2 separate regions of the Pelodiscus sinensis genome follow, and region 1 is linked to region 2. The links are chromatin contacts, called in public Hi-C maps. All regions are on one chromosome and are shown on one strand. The core of a region is the stretch at or near the end of the contact, and the rest is flanking DNA. Distances in the headings are between cores, read along the strand shown. Region 1 holds the start of SLC1A2 (solute carrier family 1 member 2). Region 2 holds the start of APIP (APAF1 interacting protein).

Evidence for each region. Hi-C and Micro-C count contacts between places; a contact is called where the count stands out from the background.
Region 1: a Hi-C map of an unstated tissue shows a contact between it and region 2, with 4 times the contacts expected there. The contact joins the promoter of SLC1A2 here to the promoter of APIP in region 2. A contact is called at or near these places in 2 of 5 Hi-C or Micro-C datasets (liver and an unstated tissue).

Annotation. Positions count from the first base shown.
Region 1 is chr4:75,852,246-75,857,094 of ASM4963464v1, forward strand. SLC1A2 (solute carrier family 1 member 2) reads right to left here and starts at 2,105. Exons shown (of 11, transcript XM_075927483.1): 1 at 1,146-2,105. The coding sequence starts at 1,162. It overlaps LOC142829160 (a long non-coding RNA gene), which reads left to right and starts at 665. Exons shown (of 4, transcript XR_012903514.1): 1 at 665-913.
Region 2 is chr4:75,413,723-75,418,647 of ASM4963464v1, forward strand. APIP (APAF1 interacting protein) reads right to left here and starts at 2,557. Exons shown (of 7, transcript XM_014574233.3): 1 at 2,400-2,557. The coding sequence starts at 2,468. PDHX (pyruvate dehydrogenase complex component X) reads left to right here and starts at 2,616. Exons shown (of 10, transcript XM_075927469.1): 1 at 2,616-4,230. The coding sequence starts at 4,089.

The sequences.
Region 1 (4,849 bases), core at 855-3,354, 440 kb after region 2:
AAGTGCCCTGCAGTTTACTAAAACAGTGATGCCTGTGTATATTTATGATCTGTAAATTCCCTCCAGAGAGAGCATGGTATCCAAGGCTAAACTATTACTGGTAGAGAAGAAAGTTTCTGGTGCTCTGCTGTGCCAGAGTTCTGCTGTGAAGACACAAGGTATTAATTTTTCGTAGAGCTATTAGAATGCCCAGGGAAAAGCAGCGCTGGTACATTTCAGCACAACTTGCCCAACTCAGCTGGCCTAACGCCCAGGGGCCGGGGAGATGGCACAGGCAGCGTGACATGGAGGTGCCTGCGGTGTGCCCCGTTGCTCCCGGTTACTCAAATCAGCTCATCAAGGCTTTCCTCCCAGGAGCCACAACCCCAATATATAAACAGCGCTCTGTCCTCAGAGAGTCCTGTCTCGAGCAGCTCAGGCTGATCTAACCTGACAAGGTCCGGGGATAAAGAGGGAGGCTCACGCCAGGCGCATGTTAATGCTAGGCAATATCACAGGAGGGCAGCCAGCGATCAGAGAGCCCTTCTGCAGGCGGCCCTCGCCTTGTACAACCCGCACACAAATGAGCCACCCAACCCACCCAGGGGAGCCAAGAAGCGGCCGAGGCTCGCCGCAAACATTGCACAAGAGCTGGATCGGGATTGTCTTGAGCAGGGGTATCAGGACCCCAGTGTGTGGGTTGGGCCGTAAGAACGCCTCTTGGGTAACGCTCAGCAAACTCCGGCCCTGGGGGTCCTCTCTAACCCGCTTCACTGTCACTGGCCCAGCCCTGAAGGAGTTTTGCAACACAACATGTGTTCGGGTTAGTGCCTCTGCTCCGAGCCGCAGCTCCAGGCTGTGCCTAGGCACGGAAAGGGATTTCTGGTCCATTTTAACCATTGTTCCTCTGGGCCCTTCTCCAGCGCAGAGACAGGTGGGTTGATCAGATTCGCCTGTGCGGAGGGGAGGCAAACGAACCCTTCCCTGTCTGAAATCCCTGCATCTCCCTTTGCTACCCCTGGCTGATCGCCCTGGTGGTTTGATTTCGGGGGAAAGGCGTGAGGGTTACAACGAAACCGATGAAATGAAGCAGCCCCCCCAAACACGCGCCCCCCCCCAGACTCCCTTTCTCAGCCCACCCTTCCCACCTGGCAGGCCCCCCTCACCCTTCTGGCGATGCCATGGTCCTCGCAGCGCCCCTGTCTTCTCCAGAATCCAAGGGTCCGGCGGGGTGCAAAGGAAGCGCTCTCTTATGGGGTTCCCCCCTTTAGTGCCTCGGCAGCAGCAGAACAATTCCTCGGGTAATCCTCCAGGCTCCGCAAGGCACGGATCTAGAAGCTCTGCTCTTCGGATTCCCCCACCACCTCCGGCTGAACTGCTCTTCCCCACGGCCTGTGACGGGGGCGGGGGGGGGGGGGGGTTGCCTCTCTTGGAGGGGAACGCTCTGCCACCCCTAGTGGAAACGGAGCCGCGGACCGGCAGGGTTAGGCTGTGGCCACCACCTGGGCTTTGATCCTTTGCCTTCCCCTCCTGGAGTGGCGGGGGGCGGGAGGGGGGCGCGCATGGGGAAGAGGTGGTGGGTGACTTCACATTGGCAGGGTGCTGGCGGAGGCTGGCTTGGAAGGTTTTAGCCTTCGAGCTGTGGATTTGCAGTCTATCCTTCGCTATTTTAGGCAAGGGCTGACATCACGGGCTGCTGTTCCCCCTCTAAATCCCCCAGCCTCCTGGGTAAAGGACAAGCCCGCCGCGGGAATGCCTGGCTCCAGGGGCAGGGCAGCGCGTGGTGCTGCTGGGTTCGCGCTGAGATTCAGCCTTGCTCCGTTTCCATCTGCCTTTCCCCCTCCCCCTTTCACAATCTACAGCGATTTCCAGTCTACAGCGGGGAGGCGAGGCGCGCCCCGCAGCCACAGACAGAGCCGCTCCTGCCCCCTTGGCTTTGTTCGCGCCGCGCGGCGCTGCCTCTCGCTCGCCCCCTTCCCGGGCGCATCCTTCGCGTCGCCTCTTTGTTTCCGCGCCTTTGTCCCGGGGGCGGGGGTTGATCGGACTGTTCCGCTGAGGAGCCGGAGGGGTTGCTGCTGGGGACCCTCCCGCAGCAGCTGAAACAAAAAACAGGACTGTGTAGCACTTTAAAGACTAACAAGATGGTTTGTTAGATGATGAGCTTTCGTGGGCCAGACCCACTTCCTCAGATCAAATAGTGGAAGAAAATAGTCACGACCATATATACCAAAGGATACCATTAAAAAAAATGAACACATATGAAAAGGACAAATCACATTGCAGAACAGAAGAGGGATGGAGGAGGAGGAAGGGGGAAGGTAAATGTCTGTGAGCTAATGATATTAAAGGTGATAATCGGGGAAGCTATCTTTGTAATGGGTAAGATAATTAGCACCTTTATTCAAATTTGGCAGCTCTTGCAGCATCACTGGCTAACGAGTGTAAAGGCTGCTGGCCTTTTGGCAAACAGGGCGAGGGTCAGCCCCCTTTCTGCAGCAGGTAAATCCCACCGACCTCAGGAGGAAACGCCGGGGAGATCCCACTGGAGAAAAGGGACGGAGAGGGCTGAAGGCAAAGAGTTAAATCTCCCCCCGTAGATAAACTACTGTCACGTTCATGTCCCTTAAACCTGATTAACAATCCGATTGGGGTGGGGGAAGGGAGGGGTCACACTACTGTACAGATATTCACCAGGGAGAGAGAGAGAAAGCACACAGCAGAGAAACAGTAAGCAAGCAAGCAGTTAGCGTAAATGCCAGAGAAGCCTTTTCTTGCATGTTTTCCTTTGATTCCAGAATAAATGACCTGACATTGAATATTAATTTGTATTTTTATTCATGAAGATCCTTACAGAGTATACATCATAAGACGGACAGGGGGAAATCCTCCTACGGGAGATCTAAAGGTGGATCTCTCTAGGGCCCCAATAATAGCATGTTAGTTTCTTCCACCGCTCTTTCAAGTCTATAATAGTGGGGTGAAGCATCTGGAATGGGGCCCTTGCCTTTTGTTCCTTATTCAGCTCCCCCGCCCACCCCCTCCGAATGCCCGCCTTATTCGTGGGAATCCACCTGTAAAAGTTAAGCGAACTATTCGCTTGAGTAACAATAGCAGAATCTACGTTTCTTTCTTTCATTCAGGATTTGCCTTACGAGCTGCCGATCGGAACTGAAATAAGGGGAAAGTAGCGCAAAACCGTGTCAACAACGGAATAGGTCAGGTCAATAGATAAACAGAGATCACATCTGCCTGCAGCATAACAAGTGCGAGAAACTCACCAAAAAAAAAGCTCAGCAAGAACAACTTTTCCCCCTCAGAAACCAATAATAAGAGGCGACTGTGTCCCTTAGAATCATAGAATCATAGGACTGGAAGGGACCTCAAGAGGTCATCGAGTCCAGCCCCCCCCCCCCCCCCGCCCTTAAGGCAGGACCAAGCTCCGTCTACACCATCCCTGACAGATGTCTATCTAACCTGACAAAGGCCTTGGTGATGGCCTTTGGATGTGGTGCTTTCTGGTGCATATGAACGGAATCTGTGCAATAAAAGTATGAATAGAGGGAATAAGTCTCTCCAGTAGGGCTCTGCTGACCTCTGTTGGAGATGTGGGTAAATCAATACTTCTGGAAAGAGACTGTGATGAAGCTAGCAGAAAGGTGAATTGTCCTGTGGCTGTTAGTTTTGTTTAGTTACAATAAAAATTAAATATGGAGATGCTCCCTGATCTATTCTGGAACCTAGTTCATGGGTTGGAGCACTAAGAAATAATTAAATGGTGCTTTAGAAACAGCAGGAACATACATTACAGCACCACAGCCATGAATTCTGCTAGTGACTCTCCAGCCTCAAGATCTGCCCTGGAGCTGGAATTTTAAAAGTAAGCAAACCTCCAAGCATAAGTAGTCATAAAAACATAAGCTGGGCCATAGTGGAGCAGACCAGCAGTCTGGTCCATCTAGACCAGTATCCTCTTTTGCAAAAGTGGAAGGTGCCAGCCACTTCAGAGGAAGTGAACAGAATTGAGCAAATCATATTTAAATAGTTCTCCAGGAGGAAGAAATTAAGCTGCACACCGATACATCAGGCCATTGAATGGTGATGTTATTTGTTACCATAATACAACATAACTGGTAACTTTACATGGTAGCAATGGTAGGTTATTTTACTTTGTGTGAACAAGGCACTAGAGGGGGATAAGTTAATGGGATAAACTCTCCCACTGACTTCCCTTACTCCTCTTGACCCAGTGAAGTACCGGGAGTTGATGGGAACATGATCAGTGGTTGATTTACTGGGTCCTTACTACATCCACTAAATTGACCCCCAGTGAAATGGATCTTTGATGTGTCAATTCCTGGTAAGTGGAGATGAGGCCACACATTGCATATGTTTTGCCAATATTTGCCATCAGCAGAGGATTGCAAAGATTCAAGACTCAATTCTGGGTTCCAGAGAGAAGTGTGCTATAGTTGTTGTAGACATGTCCCCTCTTTTCTCCTGTCTGCCTCCCTTCCAGCTTCCCTTCTCTTTCTATTCATCTCTTCTGATCATATTCTACCCCTGTCTTCCTAGCTCCAGTCCCCTGTCCCTCTATCGACTCACTGCTTCCTTCCCCATGCTCCTACCTACACATCACCCTCAGCTCCTGCACCCCTTACCCCTGCTTCTATTTACCCCCATCATGCTCCAAATCTTGTCTTGTCTCCTCCTTCCTCTTCTCTTATATCTACCCTCACCCAATGTCTTCTGCTCCAGTCTAATCTTATCAATTCCCTGCAAGCTCTTGTTCCCCTCCTGGTTTGTTCCCATCCACCACCCCAACCTAGCTCCTCTCTGCTCCCATCCAACTCCACCAACCTCTGACTCCTGT
Region 2 (4,925 bases), core at 1,307-3,806:
CGGGTTGGTCCCGCAGCCCCAAGGGGCAGCGCTACGGGACCAACCAGGCAGTACCCCAGCTGCTCTGTCCCAGGTGTCCCCAAGAGCAGCTGGAGTGCTGCTGGGTTGGTGCCGTAGCGCCGCCCCTCGGCGCTGCGGGACCAACCCGGCAGCACCCCAGCTGCTCTATTGCAGGCATCCCCGATTCAGCTGCTGCATCCCCTCCCACCCCACTCCAGACCCCTCATAGCCCCTCCTTCTGATAGTCTGGCATTTCTGATAGTCTGGCATATCTGATAATCCGGTACCCCCTGGGTCCTAAAGGTGCCGGATTATCAGAAGTTTACTGTATATAGTTCCTGAGGATGAGTACCGTACTACAGACCCATTTATGGTTTAACCGAGGCTTTTGCAGCTCAGCTTTGCTTTACAGTTCAAATATCAGAAATACTAAATAGAGAACCATTTGAACACTGTATAAAACAAACAAAATCTAAGTAGTACACTATATAACAGCACTCAGAAAATGAATACTATTATGTATCCAATACTAGGGAAGTTGTTGAAATGTTCTCTTATTAGAATTTACAATATTAATGTATTTTACATACAACATGAAAATGCAGCTGTTTGAGGAGGAGCATCACCATCATATAACATGATAGATGTATGTTTGGGTGGGAGGGCAGGCAGCTCTGTAGAAGCCAGCTTAAAAGTTGGCTCCCCACGGGCACTAGCTCCTTGTACAGAGGCAGCAAGGGAGGGAGGTGCATGTAGTTGTCAAGGTTAACTGATGAGCCCAGGCTTATTGGTTAATCGTGTAAACAACTACACACTAATGGTCCCTAATTTACATTGGTGAAAAATAAGTTAGACAATTAAAATTAAACTAGTATTTAAAAATCTAAATTGTCATTGGTAAGAGTTAATATACAGTTTTAACTGGGGATGTAAAACTTTGTTTAAAAAGGTAACCATGTAACTGCTAAAAATCCTAGTGCTTACACACTGCGGACTCTGCAGAATAAAGCTTAAATAAGCTTTATACTTCAGAGCCCACAGTGAAGCCTCCTACCCAGGAATGGAATCAGCAAAAGTTTCTGGTCCTGTTACTGGGGAAAAGGCTTTGCTGCCACAGCAAAGCCGTTTCCCCAAAAGTGGAGCCAGAAAGTGCTGCCAGAGAGCCGGTGTATAACCTGGGCCAGGGGGGCCGGGTCTACCTGCTCCAGCCCCTACTGGTTAACTGGAATTGGTAAGCATCACTTGTGTAGGGTGATGCTTACTAGTTAGTCAGTTAACCAGTTTAGCTTTCACATGCATTTTATACTGTGCTGCTAGCGCGCAGGTGGGTGCGTGGCCTGGGATGCAGTGCAGGTAGACAGGGGCGGGCCTAGTTTTAACATGCATTTTATACTGAGATTGTCATCTACTGGAGTGTGAAAAATGAAGAATCACAAATTAGTAGCAAACATACATTGGACCAAATCCTCAGTTGATATGTATCAACACAACTAAACTGAAGCCAATCGACTTATTTGATTTACAGCGGATGAGATCTGGCTTGTTACTTTTCCTGGCTTGGTTTATGAAAACAATCCAACTCCCTTCGATGCCTTCCATTAAATTATGATTTTACTCTAGTTTTTATAATATTAGCTGCAAGGAAAAAATGGCACAAATTTCCATGAGCTCTAAGAAGAGATTATTTTTAGTTCATCACAGTACACTTTAAAACAAGCTACCAGATAATAACTGACATTTTCTGAAATTATTCATTTAAAATTTGCAGAACTACTGCTAAACCAATGGCAATGGGATATACAGGCTTGTAGCCCTGTTGGTCCCAAGATATTAAGGCGACAAGGTGAGTGAGGCAATCTCTGTTGCCCCAACTTATGTTGATGAGAAAGATGAGCTTTTGAATGTAGACAGGAAACTTACTGGCTTGTGACAGACACTCTGAAGAAGAACTCTGATTCATCTTAAAAGCTTATCTCCGGCAGCTACAGAAGTTGGCCCAGAATTGGGATGTATAAAGTTGATTAAAAATGTAACTGTATAACCGTTAGAAATCCTAGCAATTACACCAGGCTCTGCAGTATAAGGCGTATGTCTAGCTTCGCTGCGGGCCGGAGCAGCCTCTGCCTGCGGGACTGGAAATCAGAGGATCGGAATCCCTCAGGTAATAAGCGTTGCAGAAGAGCTGGGAACTTTCACTCCCGTGCCGGGAGCGCGCCGCGCCCAGCTACCCTTTCCCAGCGGCTCGAGTCACTGCTCTTCTCCTCCCCCTCCCCAGCCCTGGAGCAGCGGCTGTGCACCCCGCAGCCTGCAGGGCACTGACGGATAAAACCGTTCACCTCCCAGCGGGGCCCTGCAGAGCGCTGACCCCCGCCCCGTGCAGCAGGCCAGCCCCTGTCTACCTGCGCCGCATCCCGGGCCACGCACCCGTCTCCGCGCTGGCAGCAGACGCCGCCCCCGGCCGCAGCCATAGCGCAGGCGGGACACAGGGAGCGGAGCCAGTGCGGGGGAGGCCCCCGGGGTCCTTCTTTGCTCCCGGCGCAGGCAGGGACTCGGCTCCCAGGAGCCCCGCTCAGGCTGAGGGGCAGCCCCGCGGCGGAGGGTTGACCTGCTGTAAAACCTGCCGCACTCCCCACCCGGCTGGCCGCTGAGGCCGGGCCCAGCCCAGAGCCCGCGTGGCTGAGGCGGCCCCAGCGCACAGCGGGAGGCGAGATGCTTCCTTCTCCGGGGGGAGGAAAGAGGCGTTACCTGAGCTTCTGCCTGGGCTTGACCCAGCGGGGGCCGAGTTAGGGGGCCAGCGGGGTGAGGTGGGAGACAGGTGGCTCCTGCACGCAAAGGAAGGAGGAGGTGGGAGCCTTTTACTATTGTGCATCACGCTTGGGACATGCAGATCCTGGTTGACACACGCCTGCTGTTGCGCTTTTTGGAGCAGGAGTAGGGATGTTAAATGTCTAGTGATTGACTAATTCAATAGTGGATGCATTTTGCATGGACTATTCAATTAGTTCGTAGGAGGCCTTCACCTTCTAAGTGTAGCAAAAGGTGAAAGCTCAGCATGGAGCCCAGGGTCAGCTGGGGACACCTCCACTGATCCCAGGCTCCACTAGTTCTGCCCCTATGAAACACAGTGAAGAGCCTGGGTCAGCAAGGGAATCCGCAGATGAATCTGGACTCCACAGGTCGGGTGCTGCTTTGAAATGCTCTGTGCACATGGTGTTTCAAAGTGGCAGCACCTTGTGGAGAGCGGGGTCTGGTCCCAGGCTCCACAGGGAGCTGCTGCTTTGAAGTACCCCCTCTTCTTCCCCTCCATCCTTGCTGCCTCTTTTTGACAGAGGCAGAAAGGTGTGTGTGTGGTAGGGAGCAACTAGTCGACTACCAGATAAGCATTTGCTTATCAGATAGTCTGCTAGTCCTTCACATCCCTAGACAGGAGTTTGACCTTGTTCAGACCTTGCTTAGCGCAGTGGGGCCTAGCCTCCATGTGCTATTAAAAGTATACAGAGGTGTTGCCAACACTCCTGACTGTATCATGTTTTTTTCTTTGGTCCTTTCTTTAAATTTCCAGTTTCTTGAGTTAGGAGTCAAAAATAAAATTTGGTCACTGTGGAGGACAGCTTGAAAAAAGTGATTCAAGTGAACTCTTATAGTTCAAAAACCTCATAGTAAACAAGCCCCAATTTTATTTTTGTAATCATTCATTTTAAGCCAATTTCATTATTTTGGGCTGATTCATGATTTTTGAATGCTCAGATTTGGCAACAGTGAAATAAGAAGGCTATTAGTGGGGACCTAACCACCACCTGAATCTTTACCCTAGGCAGATGCTTGACACAGATGAAGCTGATCCTTACCCTTCAGCAACCTTAACTAGTTTGTCATAAGGCATTTTGAATAGAAGTGTGTGGATTTTGCTTGTGCAGGGATATGGCTAGTCTGCATGCAAGGAAGGAGGAGCAGGTGCGCACACAGATGACCACACGTTAGCCCTGGCTTCAAGGGGTTGCTAATGTTTGGTGCGATATTTAGGGGGAGGATTTTTTCTGTCAGGCAGTGAGTCGGACAGCCCTAGCCTTGAGTGGGAGGAGAGCAAGATGGCAGCCTCCTTGTGGCTGAACTGCAGCAGCAAAGGGATGGTTAAATTGCTCCTGGGTGGGAGATTAGTCGCGGGGGCTTGTACTTCTCACTGCCCTGGAGGAGGCTGGAGGTTTCTGCACAGGAGCCAGGAGCTGCTGGGTGAGTATTTGGCTTCAGTCACTGTTAGGTCGGTCTTGGCTGCCTGTGACTGCTAGAACCCGCTAAAGCTGTTTGTAGGACAGCGGTGACTGTCTGGGGGAAGGGAAATGGGTGGTAATGGCGGAGGCCAGGTGTCAGCATGGAGCCAGTGGTTAGGACACCATGTCTATGCAAGCTAGAGATGATGGTCAGTAGGTCACCTGGACAGAGGAGGGGGTGCATGCAGGTGCTTGGTGTGGCATGTGTGGGCAACGATGTTGGGACATGCAGAATGGGGGGGGGGGAGAAGGAGTAGACTTTTTATTAATCAGTGGAAGAGAATGAAGGGGGGGGTAGTGATGCTCTGTTTAGCCAATGGAAATAGAATGTGAGGCATGGGGGGGGGGGGGGGGAAGGCACACAAGGGAGTGGCACCAAGCTTGGTGTCTAGAGGACAAAATGTATGACAACGAGTTTTAGACTATTTTCTAATGATGAGTGTTGCTGCTTTGCCATCGAGTGGCCAAAAAATACTGAGAGCTGTCTCAAAACACTTAATGCTATACTTTCTCATAGTCCTCTAACCCCTACATTCCTTCTAGAATTTGCTTCCAGCCATTTTTCTGTTCCTGGCTCCTTACAAAAAATCCTTTAATTTGAGATTAAGTTTGAAAACATTCTGTGCAAGTTAAAAAGGCTCAAATGTGGGAGTTTAA